2 separate regions of the Rattus norvegicus genome follow, and region 1 is linked to region 2. A link is a contact called in public Hi-C data. All regions are on one chromosome and are shown on one strand. Each heading gives the region's core, a stretch centred on a gene start, on an enhancer-like site or on the middle of the called end of the contact. The rest is flanking DNA. Distances are from core to core; before and after follow the strand shown. Region 1 holds the start of Bax-ps1 (BCL2 associated X, apoptosis regulator, pseudogene 1). Region 2 overlaps Spsb4 (splA/ryanodine receptor domain and SOCS box containing 4).

Region 1 (4,828 bases), core at 1,382-3,881, 100 kb before region 2:
CCTCTTTGTTCCCTGGAGGTTTCAGTTGCAAGCAGGTGAGACAGACGAGAAGAGGCCAGGCCTTCGGTAGCCATCCCAGCCCTTCCCTTCCCCATCACTCCCTGAGACTGTGGTCACAGCCTGGGGAAGCATAGAACACAGTCATCATTTTCTTGTTTATCCCCTTTTTATGATCAGCAAGTATCTGCTAATTAGAGCTGTCCATGAAGGGCTGGCCGCCGGCATTTGGAACTTCCGTTCCAGAACTCTGAGGTGCATATGGTGAAAGGCCACTGAACTGTGTTCATACTATACCCAGGAGAGCCAGCACACCATTTTGTGCTCCTGGAGTTCTGTACTTAGGAAATGAGACAGATGCCAAGGACAGGAAGTCTGGCCCATGGTGCCCAGCACCATATACTCAACAAGGCAGTGAACTCTGTGCCCCCATGTAAAATGTAGAAGGGGATCAAGACATTCAAACAACCATCAACCAATTGATATCTTAGATCATATGATTTTCCAGTTCCAACAGCTCTGCTTCAAACTTGAGGTTATTTTCTGTTTTCCCAACTATAAAACTAGATGATGAGAACCACAGGACTGCTCAGAGCATAAAGCTTGATAACACTATGCAAAGGCTTGATGCACAAAGGGAAAACCAGAGTACAGCATCCTTCATGGTCCCAAGTGGAGGAGAGCACTTGATAACAGCTCCCTTCAAACCCAAACGATCTGTGCTCAGAGAAACTTCTGACCTCAGCCGTTCTTGTTTTGAGAAACAAAATACAACCAGCTTTGGAAAGGGAATAATGGGGGGGGGGGACAGCATTTTTCTTGATTAGAAAATGAAAATTAAATATGAAAACAATGAGAAACTATTTAAGTCAGTTAATTGCATATTCATTTGGCATCTATGGACAAGGGGAGCAAAACCACAATGTATAGTAAGTTCACCTGTCAAAAGTTCTGCATGGCCAAGGCCCTGTTGAAAGATAAGGATGACCTGGGAAGGTGGGGCACACCTTGAATTCTCCAGCACTCTAGCATTGGCTGTGTGTCTCGGGATAAAACCGACATGGAGTTAGTAATTATGGTCTTCATTCTGTGCTAGATCTTTTAGAGATCTGGGGTTTAACTTGTTAAGCAGCTCAAAACACAACTGTTCAAGCACCAGCAAGTTCCCGGCGTCCCCTTCCTCATCTGACAAATGGAGATGCAAGGATGACAGACCCTAGAGCCACGGCTGGGATCCACGTGGCAAGGCATCTGGAAGGAGAAGGCACACCTCTTGTTGTGAGCTTGCTCTACAGGCTTCGGAGATGTGTGACTTCCGAGAGCTGCGGTCCATCAAGGCCATGTCAGTGCTCACCTGCCTCTTACCCGGCGCGAGTTCTCAGTATCCCACCAGAACCCACCTCAGCGGGCAACTCTCTGTTCTCTATATAAATAAACTCTGTTTTGTTTCCGTGACGTGTTTTCTAAAGATGTATCCGTAGCATAAATCACTGCAGTTGGTCTTTTAGACTGAAAGTTTACTGAGGTGCATTTGTGTCGATACGAGTTCTGTACCTGAGTGGAAAAGAACTCACTCCTCCACGGGCTGAGTTTGCCTGAGTCTTGGCATCTGACTGCTGTACTCTGGCAGCTGGTCCAGTTGTCCCCAAACATTCATATACTGAAGTACATATTACTGTGAATTCTGATACTCTCCGGGGAAAAAAAGACTCCACCATTTTGGGCCAAATTTGAAGCAAGCCTTAAGGCACCCTACTTTCCCATGAGGCTTTGCTATTTTCCAATAACTACAACTTCCAGCATTCCAGGAGTTACCTGGTCCTTGGGCAGATGGAGTTTACAGGTTAAATTTGGGCGTTACATTACTACAAATGGCTCTTTTCTATTTCTCCCATATGGTACAATTATAGTTTTGTTTTGTGTTTTTCAAAACCTGAGGTTTATTGGCGCCTCCCCCAGGCCACCATTCCCACCCCTCCCAATAATTACAAAAGTAAGAAAAATGCCTTTCCCCTTCCCCCCCTTCATCCCAGGAAAATGTCATAATTTATGAAGAAAAGACACAGTCCAAGGCAGCAGGAGGCCTCAGCCCATCTTCTTCCAGATGGTGAGTGAGACGGTGAGGACTCCAGCCACAAAGATGGTCACTGTCTGCCATGTGGGGGTCCCGAAGTAGGAGAGGAGGCCATTCCAGCCACCCTGGTCTTGGGTCCAGACAAGCAGCTGCTCCTGGAGGAAGTCCGGTGTCCAGCCCGTGATGGTTCTGACCAGTTCGGGCACTTTAGTGCACAGGGCGGTGAGCACCTGTTTGCTAGCGAAGTAGAAAAAGACGACCACCCGGCCCCAGTTGAAGCTGCCATCTGCAAACATGTCAGCTGCCACACGGGGGGAGGGGGAGGTTTCCGGAAGTCTGTTTCCACGACATTCGTTCAGTTTCTTGGTGGATGCATCCTGGGGCGGCTACTCCAAGGTCAGCTCAGGTGTCTCCCCAGCCATCCTCCCTGCTGGATCCCCTGAAGCAAAAAGGCCCCTGTCTTCATGATCTGTTCAGAGCTGGTGGGCCCGCCGCCTCCGAGCTGCTCCCGGGACCCGTCCATCACTGCCGCTGCCTATCGCCCGGTGCGTCCCGGCGGCTGCGGCTACAATTATAGTATTACAGATGTACCTTGACTTAAAAAATATCATGACCTGGGGCTGGGGATTTAGCTCAGTGGTAGAGCGCTTACCTAGGAAGCGCAAGGCCCTGGGTTCGGTCCCCAGCTCCGAAAAAAAGAACCAAAAAAAAAAAAAAATATATATATATATATATATATATATATATATATATATATATATATATATATATATATATATATCATGACCTAAGATTTCCTTGTTGTTAGTTTTGAGACAAGGTCTGCTGGGTAACACATTTGGTCTAGAACTTAGTATGTGGTTTAGTTGACCTCAAGTCACTATGTAGCCCATGACATCTTCAAACTGTGGTCCTCTTGGTTCAGTCTCCTAGGTGCTAGGACTCCTGATGAGACTTGAGATTTTTGACAATGGTGTACAAGCCACACCTTTTCAATAGAAACAGCCCTGCAGATTTTGCCTTTTGGGTTCTCTCCACGGCTAGGCAGTAAGTGGTGTGAAGGTGTGGTATGGCAGTGCTGGAACCATCAGGGAGCTGAGCCCACAGCCAGCCTCCCATCATGAGAGTAAACTTCTCTGGAGTGTGCTGGGGGGCGTTGATGACTGAAACAATGGGTGTGTTAATGTATTTTCTGCTTATGGAATTGTCTATGTATGGTGGGCTTTTTAGGATATAACCCCATTTTAAGTTGAGGGGCATCCGCATGTAGATTTGGGTATACAGTGTGCGATTTTGAGAACCCTACAAAATATTTTTCGTGAAAGGGGAGGTTTTATATCAGGAAGACTTAAGACCTCGGAAGTTCTAGATTCTCTACTGCTCCTGCTTTTCCTTTCTCCCCCCATCTCTACCCCAGACAGACTTCCCAGGTTGGCCTGAAACTCTATGTAGCCCAGGATGATCTTGAACTTCCGAACTTCCTCCATCCATCTCTGAAGCTCTTGGATTACAGGCATGCATCACCATGCCTGCTTTATGTGGTGCTGGGGATCAAACCAGAGAGCTTCATGCAAAGCTAGGAAGCAATCTGTCTGCTGAGAGTGTCCCCAGCCCTCCTGCTCCTGCTGCTTACCTCCCTGCAACCAAGTACCCCAATAAGTAGTTTAAACAAGACAGAGGTCTGTTTCTCTTTCTCATAAATGAAATCTAAGGAAAAGTGATTGCAGCTGGCATGGCAGTCCCGGCAGTCACCAGAGACCCAGGCTCCTTCTATGCCTCTGTTCCCTTATCTTTAATGTCAAGCTTTCATTTTCAAAACTGAGTTCATGATGACACTGGGCCTCAGGTCGTCACAATCACAGACTAGGCAGGAAGCTCGGAAAGGCAGGGGGGCAATAGGGTAGCTTGCAGCTGTCTGTCCCTTGCTAAGGACCTTACCCAGAAGCCCCATCCAACAGCTGCTGTTCATCCCTTTGCCGCACCTACTGTTAAGGGAGGCTGGGAGAAGCCATCTCTCAGCTGAAGTGCTTTTGTTCTATGGGATGAAATCAGGAGCGATTAAGAAAGGGAAAAGGGACATTGGCGTGGCATTTAGTGATCTCAGTGACCTGCTCAGAGTGTTGATAATGGAGAAATACCTTCCTCCCCAGACTCAGAGAGCTGATGACCTTTCAAAGAACAAAACCTATGTCATTCAAGAGACACCCAGTCTAATTGCGGCCCCTCCACCCACTGTGTGCTGACCCGAGCCAAATGACAGCCTCTGTGCTATCCTTTCCTTATCTGTACACGAAAGACAGAAATAGAACCGACCCTCTGGAGTCACCATGAACTTTAAAGATGAGCCCTGCCAAAGCCCTGAGTAGATTCACCTCCTCCTGCCCCGTTCCACACTTAACAATAAGCGGCGCCGGGCCCTCGGTAAGGAGGAAGCCGGGTGCACGGTTCCACACACAGTTCAGTGAGAAGAGGAAGCGAGTCTCAAGGAAAACACCCGCCTCACACCTGTCGGTTCTTGGCCCCCAGCTCTGAGGGAAGGATGCGGAGACAGCTGGGTTTGGTTTTCCTGGGCTGTTCTCCTCGATCCTTTCCGGCAGGGGCAGCCAGAGGCCAAACTCTTGAACATAGTCTAGTCCCTTGCAGCATCTGCCTCCCGTACACAAAGTAAAGCTCTGAGTGGGGATCCTGTGAGCTTTTCATTCCCTTCTCGTCCACACCACATGCTTTTTAAAGGACTTCTCTCCCTCAAGCACCGTT
Region 2 (4,318 bases), core at 1,442-3,941:
GTCAGTGACCCTGCATGGGTGTGTGGGGGGGGTGCCAGATTCTGTTCCCCTCAGTCCTCTGGAGTGGTCAATCGGGGCCGTGGTACTGGATCTGGCACAGCAGTAGGAGTTTGAACCAAGTCAGGCCAGAGGATACGCTGGCAGGATTCATCCAGGGCAGCTGCTGCAGGCCCTGGGCAATGTCTAACAAGATCAACAGGATTCTCAGTCTGGGCCACTTTGGGAAACTGGTTTTGCCACCACTTAATTAGAACATATGAAAAAAAGTTAATTTTCCCTGTCAATGTCCTTCCTGCCAAATACGTTTTGGCTCATAAACCATTAATGTCTGCCACACCTTCTCTGTAGTAAAATAAGAATAAGACGTCTTGGTCCGTGGGAAAACAGATGTTGCAGGCATTTTATAGCTAATATATTAGTTTTCTCGTCATTGAGTGGTGTCTTGTAGAGTTCAGGTCCTGGAGCCCTAAAAGTCCTGTCAGCACTTACTAAGTCTAGGTAAGCCAGGAGGTCGCACAGTCTCTCTGCTGGCATTTCCTCAGGGACCTGGTAACGGGGGCTCACAGTCCTGCTTGGAACCAAACGCTGGTGCCCTAGAATGTGCTCTTTGGTTGGCCGGGCCTTGCTGCCATTCTCCACAGCTGCTTTTCAGGATATACGTAGGAGATTCCCGGTCCTGTTGGGTTGAGATTTGCAGCTTCTGGCCTGTAATGGATGTGCCACTCGGGCTTATTTTCATTCATGCATCGGGCATTAACATTTTTGAAACTTAGCTAACACAAGGCATCACGAACTGGATGTTGTCAGAAGTAGAAACAGTCAGCGCCTCTGAAGCTGCTGATCCTTATTCTGCATCGTGGTCCTGGCGCACTGCACATCCTAATGAACAGAGCTCCTTGTTTGGTCCTGAACAGACACACGCCATTTTCCTCTTCTGGAGCTATCCCTCCCCAAAAGACTGGTTCTTCCTCAGCCTAATTGAATCTTTTGGCTGAAGGCGGGGAGGGGCAGGAGAACCAGCAGACCATATTGAAGAATCCAATTTACTCATCACTTTTGCAGAACTTAAGAAAAGCAAGCTTCCCCGTTTCCTCTGGGCCCGTTTCTGAGTTCACACTCGGAAAGGTCAAGTAAACACAGTAAATCCATTAGAAAGCCTTCATATTAAGGCCCTGGGGCTTATGTTCATTAGCAAGAGGCTAACATGGTAACATTTGCTAAATGGAAGGAAGTGTGTCTGACCTTGGCTGTTTGAACACAGAAAGCTAGCAGTTGTGAGCAGCACACCCCAGGCTGCTTCAAGAAGGACGAAAGACCCTTGTCGCTGGGCCTTCAGGGGAAAATGCCTCCGGTGGGGTCTAGATCCCACTTGGAACCTAGCAAATTGGACCCATTTGCTAACTATCTGACAGTGGGCAAAATCCTTTACTCTGAGTCAGTTGCTCTCTTGCCAGCCTGAGGCTAGGCTTGCCTGGGTTAGGTCCACCTTCCGTGCTTTCAAGGGTCTCTAATGCACAACCCACTAGATGACATCACCACATGAAGCAGTGTTGAATAGACAAGGCAAGGGGGCCTCTTGAGACTAGCTAGCCACTCTTCAGGGCTGGAAGGCAGATTGCTTTTACACACACACACAGAATCTCAAGTCAGATACTGAGCACTACTCAACTGTGGCCTTGAGCTAGCTGCATGACCCCTCTCGGCCTCAGTTTCTTCATCTGTAACTGGGCCCACAGAAAGCACGGCCTCATTGGGTTGTTGTGAGAATTAAATACAATGAGGGATATAAAGCACAAAGACGTCCCGTGACCTGGGAGGTGACCTGGGAGGTGCTGTGCGAGCCTCACTATAGCTCTTTGTATTATAACTGTTGCCAGAAATTGAGTTCAAGAGCCCAGCCAACGGACTTGAGGATGTCAACAGTCGTGGGCTTCTCCAGGCGTCATCTGGCTCCTAAAACCACAGCAGGCTGGTAGATAGGGTTGGTGACTCCAGTCACAGAGCTGCTGAGTTCTGGTTCTCCCACACATTGTCCGTTCTAGCCTGCTCGGACGTGTTTAGATCAGTGTTTCTCAACCCGGGGCTCCCACCCCCTTTGTGGATGGACCGTCTTTTCCACAGGGGTGGCCTAGTAGATGTCTACAGTACAATTCATAACAGTAGCCAAGTTACTGTTAGGAAGAAGCAACGAAAATGATTTTATGGTTGGGGCCCTCACAACTGTATCGGAGGGTCACATGCAGCATTTGGAAGGATGAGAACCGCTGGTTTAGATAAACAATCTGTGGTTTTCAGCACAGGCATTACGCTACCAGACATTCCCTACCTTCTACACCAGCTGCCTCATTTTCTGCTTTGGTCCCAAGGACACTGGCTGCCCTGAAATATTAATAGCTGTCATTGATCGAGTGCCACAAAGTCCAGGACCTTCAGTAAGTACCTGGACTCTCTGCCCCTTACCTGGTCCTTCCACCGCTCCCCGTGAAGCAGGGAATTACACTGTTTTACCAAAAAAAAAAAAAAAAAAAAAAAAGGCGGCCAGTTGTTTCAGGCCTGAACTCAACTTAGGTTTGAACTCCGGGTCAGAGCCGTTCCTCCATTGTAGTAATGCCTCTCCCAGGCAGTGCCGAGCTCTGTTCTGGCAGGAGTGACTTCATTATTACTCATTAGCTAGAATTAGCTGCAATTCATCTTCTGGCCAAGCTCTTGTTTGAGTTAGAGCAGGACTCTAATTCTCTTGTACGGTTTTGCTCTCTCCTCATTGCTATTTTTAACTGAACTTCTGATAGCGACAGAGCACATCTCATACGTGCCGAGTCCCCCGGGTCGTTTCCCTCACTCAGCCGTGACCTTACTCATAACCACTGTCACTGCCAGTCCCCTGCCCTGCTCTCTTTTGTCCTAACTTCCTTATTTATTTGCTTATCAACTCGTTTGAGATTTAATGTGCATGCCCGAATTCACCACCCATACTCAGAACTCTGACAACCAAGTGCCTCTGTATCTATTTCTGTTCCTTCCTTCCCACACTCCCCTGCTGCATGGTGGTGGCTGCCTTTTCTGTTTACTCTTTCTTTGGCCCTTTCCTTACTGATTTTCAGCATCCCTGTGTACAGCTACAAGATTCTCTGTTTAGTTTGTCTGTTTGTCTCTTCCTGCATCAGGACCACTCTGGATTCATGGCTACAGCATTGACTAACCTCCCATTTAGTAGACCGGTCTGGCTGCCCCAACATGCCTCATCCTTCTAGTACGAAAACAGATGCACCCTGGGAATGGGAACCCCATTCCTGAGCCCCACCCCCACCCGTAGCACCAGCTGTCTCTGAGAGCACAGCCCCTGCCCCTTTCCCAGGGTGGGCATATTTATCTTAGTATCTGCTGGGTAGCAAATAGCCCCCAGGATGTATCAGAAGAAGAAACCTGGAGGGCAGTTTCCCTCTCCCCGTGTGATTAGGGATGTCCTTGCCCAAGGCCAGCACATCCAGCTACCCAGCAGCTCCCTGCAACAGGACCCAAGCGTAACTATTTCATCTGAGTCAAAAATCACCCCTGTATGGGTTTGTAAAATTGGCACAGTACAGTACAGCTGTTTGCCAGAAGGAAGGTAGGAAGGTTCTGCCAGACACCCCCCCTCCCCGTGTGTGTGTGTGTGTGTGTGTGTGTGTGTGTGTGTGTGTGTGTTCCTCTTCCACCTTGTTTGCAACAGATCTGACTGGCCTGTGAGTTCCCAGCCGTCTTCGTCTCCCCTTCCCACTAGGTGTGTTGGGATTATAGATGAAAGCTACCACAACCAGCGTACACAGGCTCTAAGCATCTGGCCCTAACGCTTGTGCAGTGATCACCGAGCATCAACAAAGGACAAAGTCCTGTCGTCCTGTCGTCGTTAGTATTCATTGCCTGCCCTGAAGTGCTTCAGTGCCTTTTATAGATAGGAAGGCTCACTTAAGCTGCTTCTGCCTCCCAGAACCTAGGCTTCTCCATCTTACTGACCTTGTAGTTTCCAATAAGACTAGGCAGCAGGGTTCCTGCCTGTAGGAGCCACAGTTCATCAAGGAGGAGATAACAAAAAGCGATTCGGTATGGACTCAAGAGCTGAGGGTTGGATGGGAGCCCGGGATGGGGACAACAGATTCCCTCAAACTCCTACTTAGGACAAGGTCTGCAAGTAAGGCAGAGTACTTCATGAGGTTTGTCTCAGAATTCTTGGACTTGGTCATTATGATGATGCTGGGCTTGCTGGGGGCGACATGGGGAGGACAGAAGCAAGTTGGAGCTGTTTGAGAGGGCATCATGGACACCTGAGACTGCTTGCTTC

Evidence for each region. Hi-C and Micro-C count contacts between places; a contact is called where the count stands out from the background.
Region 1: a Hi-C map of kidney shows a contact between it and region 2, with 2.2 times the contacts expected there. The contact joins the promoter of Bax-ps1 here to the enhancer-like site in region 2. A contact is called at or near these places in 10 of 12 Hi-C or Micro-C datasets (the A7r5 cell line, the Rat2 cell line, Schwann cells and 6 more) and 1 of 1 datasets of contacts at active chromatin or transcription factors (oligodendrocytes).

Annotation. Positions count from the first base shown.
Region 1 is chr8:106,523,789-106,528,616 of GRCr8, reverse strand. It overlaps Bax-ps1 (BCL2 associated X, apoptosis regulator, pseudogene 1), which reads right to left and starts at 2,631. Exons shown (of 2, transcript XM_063266263.1): 1 at 2,503-2,631; 2 at 2,036-2,407. The coding sequence starts at 2,594. The coding sequence ends at 2,083.
Region 2 is chr8:106,420,589-106,424,906 of GRCr8, reverse strand. The region is part of intron 2 of Spsb4 (splA/ryanodine receptor domain and SOCS box containing 4); the gene reads left to right. Among named protein-coding and RNA genes, the nearest start is that of Pxylp1, 58 kb to the right of the region's middle. Within about 2 kb of position 2,691, at least 19 of the 93 cell types and tissues checked have an H3K27ac peak or open chromatin away from gene starts, as enhancers often do. A contact at or near this core is called in the A7r5 cell line, hepatocytes and kidney, where this site is marked.